2 separate regions of the Mustela erminea genome follow, and region 2 is linked to region 1. A link is a contact called in public Hi-C data. All regions are on one chromosome and are shown on one strand. The core of a region is the stretch at or near the end of the contact, and the rest is flanking DNA. Distances in the headings are between cores, read along the strand shown.

Region 1 (2,588 bases), core at 58-2,557:
CTACCTTGGTGTACGTTCAGTGTGCACTTGAGAAAAATGTGTGTCCTGCTGTTGGGTGGAATGTTCTAAAATGCCAGTTAGGTCAAGCTGATAGTGCTGTCCGGGTCTTTTGTATCCCTACTGGTTTTCTGTCTTTTTGTTCTCTCAGTAGCTTACAGTGGAGAGTGCTGAGGTCTTCAACTAGAATCATGGCTTTGTCTGTTTGTCCTTTTGGTTTCAGCTGCGTGTATTTTAAAAAGCCACGCCCCCCTCAACTTGGGACTCCGTGTTATCAAACGCTGTGCCCCTGCACTTGCTGAGATCATCTTGCAGAGTTGCAAGCTGCCAAGAAATGAATGCTCAAAACAGAGGCCTTGAACATTAGGGCCACTGGGAGGAGCCGCCTCACCTTCCTTGCGGGCCCCCAGCGCATTTTGGCCCAGCCTCCCGCAGGGCCTTTGAGTCAGCAGGGGTCAGAGAGCACTGCTCAAAAAAGAACTAACTCCTGGTGAGGCTCAGGATCAGCCGCTGAGCCCACATCTTCACCCCACCCCAGGCGACCTCAAAGCCCCTGACTTCTTGGATGCTCATTTCCTCAAGTCAATCAACACGCGTAAAGGGAGCGTCTCACGTAGATGCTGGGAAAACTAAATGAGATAAAGGGTGGTTCTTGTCCTGAAGATGCTTGCTCACTTGCCTTCCCATTCCTTGGGGTTCCTGAAGAACAGACGGGTCCCTGCAGGTGTTATCCAGCCCCCTCTCTGCTGGTAAGTGTTTAGCAACGGCTTTGGGTGGGAGAACCCTGCTGGTGGGTTTCCCAGATCCTGTAGTGTAAGGACTCTGTCAGCGGCAGATTCCAAGCTGCCGGCGGGCTCCCTGGGTGTGGAGTTGGGAAGAGTCACCCAGGCACACACCAGTGGGGCATTTCCACTGTAGAGAGACAACAGAAGTAAATCGCCCCAAGGACACAGATAATAGTCAAGTGTGGTGAATTAAGCCGGGGAGTGATTCGTTCTGGGTATTTACTACCTTTGGTTTTAATATAATTCATTTACTTATAAACTTAGGTCATTTAATTTTGATATTGGCCATGGTTAACCACCGGCATGCAACACTCCTGACCGTTCAGCGATCAGACCTTTGCTCCCAGAGACCAGTCCCGACTCGGACAAGCGTCAGACAAGCTCCGCCAGCGCGGAATGAATGGGTTCGTGGGACAGGAGGTTCCCCAGTAACTCTTCAGCAAAGGGTTTTGGGTTTCAGGATTCCAGCAATGTTAACAGTCACTTCCCTGCTAGAGGCCAGCCCCCGCCCTGGAGAGCCAGGGACATGCCGAGCTCTGATTGGCCAGCCGTGGCCACGCCCCTCCCCGGGCTGGGGGTGGGGTTAGCACCCGGGACCCGAGCCTGCAGCAGGAGCCCCCGGGAACCTCGGGGTGATTAGGGTGGAGGAGGGCGGCAGGGCAGGGGTGGTTGTCAGAAACAGTGAGGGTCTGCTACTCGCGGTCTTGGAAGCCCTTGTTCAAGGAAATTCCTTAGAAACGTTCAGTTTGAGGCATTTCAGTCTCGGGATGTTGTTAGACCTTTGGTGCTCAAGGTTTTCAAATTTCAGAAGGAACACAGACTTGTTTTAACAAAGGAAACGGTAAATATAAACCGCTGATAAGAGCCCACAGGGTTTCTCATGTCCCCAGCCTCCAGCGCCACCTCCTCCCGACCTCCCCACCCCGCAATCCCGCTGTTAGCAGTTTGGGCAGGGGGCGCCCCCCGCCCCCCACACCCCTCTCCTGGCTCTGCAGCCCAGACACGCTCGCACGTGGGGGGATTGTTGTGCTTTTGCGGAAGTTGCCCCAGACCACACCCGTGATGCAGCTTGCTTTCTCTCCCCGCCAGACAAATCTCGGGCTTCCCGACCAGTCCGCAGAGAGAGCGAGCCCAGCAAACGCCGGCTCTAGCCAGACTGGCATCTGGAGGCCTTTTCATTCATTGCTCCTACCGAGGGCGGAGAAGTGCAAAGACCTCTGGAGATTTCTAAATTTGGTCAGAGTGTAGGAGGCTGCGCAGGGTGCCTGTGTGCTAAAAATACCAGCCCGGTCTGGAGTAGAGGCTGCCCTGGGTGGCAGGGCACCCAGGACTCAGGACAGCTCGGTTTCATCTCCTCCTAGGACCCTTAGCACGTCCACAGGAAGTGGTGCCCCAGGCCACAAGGAGCTGGTCTCCAGGCGACCATTACAAAAGTTGCCCCACCCTGAGTTCCTTTCCCCTGGGGTCTGGTTACCCTATCCTTCAATAGGACTGCGGACCTTGGACCAGACCTGGGTACCACTTCCCTGACATTTACTCCTTTTCAACTCGCTTTTAAGAATCAAATACACTGGGGCACCTGGGTGGCTCAGTGGGTTAAAGCCTCAGCCTTAGGCTCAGATCATGATCCCAGGGTCCTGGGATCAAGCCTGGCATCGGCATCGGGCTCCCTGCTGAGCAAGGAGCCTGCTTCCCACCCCCCATCCCTGCCTCTCTGCCTATTTGTGATCTTTGCCTGTCAGATAAATAAATAAGATCTTTAAAAGGAAAAAAAAAGAATCAAATACATTTATTTTTAAATAAAAC
Region 2 (2,588 bases), core at 25-2,524, 72 kb after region 1:
ATGTTGGGATTAGGGTCTTTGCAAGCTCTCTCAGCTGCTGCCCGGTCCGCCATGGTCACCTGGAGGAGCACAGAGGGTTCAGGGGCTTCCCTTACTGGGCGGGAGGAGCGAAGGGTTCTGCTCCCCAAAGAGGCCCTCACTTCCCCCTCTGCGGGGGTGGGGGTGGGGGACAGTGACCCAGAACCTCTGGCCCCATCCCCACTGGCCTCCCACCCTGGGGCCCTCCCACTGAGGCGCCCCTGGATTCCAGCTCCTCCCTCCAAGTTCACGCGCTGGGAAACCCAGCCTTCAAGGACAGAAAGGATGCCCAGGGGAAACAGGGCACCCTCCCCCGCCCCAGGGAAGGCAGCGGCGGGAGCCCTTTCTGCCCGCCTGCCCGTGGGGGGGGTGCGAGCGTCCTCATGGGAGAGGTTGGGGGCTGCTACTTAGAAGGGAAGGAGGAGACAATTCTTCAGGCCCTTTTTTACTTAAACTGATGTTTCTTTGGGGGCGGTTAAATACTGGAGAGGGGGTACTAAAGGCCTCCAAAGCGCCCTGAGGAGAAGCCTCGGCTCCTGCTTGCTTGTTGCTCCAGGAGATCCTGGCAGCAGCCAACTGTCCCCAAAACCTCTCCGTAAACTCAGAAGTACTAACTGAACTCAGCGGCTCTGCCTTTTAAACCGGGAGCGGGGTGGTGGAGGGAGCCGGAGCCAGGTAGCGGCGGCGCGACCGGCTGGAGCGTGAACCTCCGCCCCCGAGCCCAGGAGGGGGCGGCAGGTGCCGGGGCGGCTGGGCGTGCGCCCGCCGGTTGACTCAGCGCCCCCCGGCGCGGTAAGTGCGGGACGGAGTGCGTGCCCGGCCGCGGGGCCACTTACGAAGCCGTAGCCGCGGGACTTGCCCGTCTGACGGTCGGTGATGACCACGGCCTCCTCGATGTCCCCGAAGCCCTCGAAGTACTTCCTGAGCGAGGAGTCGGTGGTGTGGTAGGGCAGGCCGCCCACGAAGATCTTGGTGAACGTGGTGTCCTTCTGCGAGCCGTGCATGGCGCCGGGGGCGGCCGGGGGCCGCGGGAAGCCCGCGCTCGGAGCGCACGGCGCGGGCTGCAGCAGCATGGGGGGGGCGCCCCGCCGCCTACAGACCCGGGCCGCGCGGCGCTGGGCTCATGGGCGGCGGCGGGGAGCGAGCAGGGCAGCACCGGCGCCGGTCCAGCCGCCGGGCCCGTCCACTCGCGGGCCGCTCGCGCCGTGTGCGCCTCGCTGCGCTGCGCTGCGCTCTGGCCGGCGCTGCGGGCACTCTGCGCCCCGGCGCCCGCCCCCGGGCTTTGTAAGCGCCCCGCCCCCAGCCAGCCGAGGCCCCGCCCCCAAGCCGCGGCCCCGCCCCGCCACGGGCGCGCAGGGGCCGCCGGGAAGCGTAGTCCCGGCCCCGCCCCGCCCCGCCTCGCCTCGCCTCGCCTCGCCTCGCCCCGCGGGCCCTGGAAACCCTGGGGCGGGGCCGGGCGGGGCGGGGCGGGGCCGGGCGGGGCGGGGCGGGGCGGGGCGGGGCGGGGGAGCGGCGGGCCGACTCCACTGTCCCTCCGCAAGAGGGGCGGTCCGCATACCCGCCGGATTCCCAGCACTGCCCTCGTGCCGTGAACTAGAGGGGAGCGATGATGGGTAACATGTTTATTGAGCCAACATTTATCTGAGGGCGAGGTAAGATACGGCAACATGTATTAGAAAGTGAAATGATTTGTGTTTATGTGCAAATACGATTCCTTCGACGAATCCTTTTCAGGGCCCCTCATGCAACAGGCACCCCAGGATGGGGCCGCATGGGTGCATGGAACATACACTCTAGCCCCACGGAGTTCTATGAATAAGTCAGGTCAACGTCAAAAATACAGTGTACAACCGGGAGGGACAGAAACCTGGCATCTGCCATCCAGGAGGGTCTAGAGTGATCGCAGAGACCCCCGGAGGGTGTCTAGGCAGGGGGAGTTGTTCTGGCCTCGTCAAAAGTCCATCCGCAGCTGATATCACGGATTCCTCCCTCTATATGTGCGACCCTGGGGGAAATGCAAGCTCAGGGTGGTCCGGTCCCTCTGTCCCTGTCCCAGCCACAGAAACAGGCCATGCCAGGGCCTCTGTGAGCTCCACACCAGGCAGGACTGGCTACAGAACTCGTTCAAACTCATCAGCAATTTCACATCGAACAGCAGAGCAATAAACCGATGCTGAGTTCGGGGCGTTGAAGCTGGCCCCGGCATCAGCGCTCCCCGCTGGCGGGTCACAACTTCGGGCAGAGCAGGGGGCTGCTCCGGGCCTCCAACCCTCCGCATGGCCAGGGGCAGCTGTGCACACACTAGCGCCGCCGAGAACTGCAGCTCTAAGTGAGGTCACTTTGGGCGGAGCCTGTCGCCTTGGGGACAGTGGAACACAGGCCCGGGTCTGCCGGACTGGGAGTGGCACGGCCTGCCTTGTGCCCTGGTGTTTCAGGTGTTCATCCCGCACCTTCTCTGTCTAGGCTGTGTTCGACTCCAGACGGAGACTGTCTCGAGTCCGAGGTCCCCTGGCCCTGCTCGCCCTCCCTTCCTCAAACCTGTGCCTGAGCCTCCCCCCGACTCGGGGAGG

Evidence for each region. Hi-C and Micro-C count contacts between places; a contact is called where the count stands out from the background.
Region 2: a contact with region 1 is called in a Hi-C map of fibroblasts, with 2.3 times the contacts expected there. The contact joins the promoter of RBM38 here to the enhancer-like site in region 1. A contact is called at or near these places in 3 of 3 Hi-C or Micro-C datasets (fibroblasts, skeletal muscle and spleen).

What each region holds. Positions count from the first base shown.
Region 1 is chr7:5,169,639-5,172,226 of mMusErm1.Pri, forward strand. No RefSeq gene overlaps it. Among named protein-coding and RNA genes, the nearest start is that of CTCFL, 39 kb to the left of the region's middle. Within about 2 kb of position 1,308, the one cell type or tissue checked has open chromatin away from gene starts, as enhancers often do. A contact at or near this core is called in fibroblasts, where this site is marked.
Region 2 is chr7:5,242,053-5,244,640 of mMusErm1.Pri, forward strand. It overlaps RBM38 (RNA-binding protein 38), which reads right to left and starts at 1,275. Exons shown (of 4, transcript XM_032350265.1): 1 at 855-1,275; 2 at 1-59. The coding sequence starts at 1,091.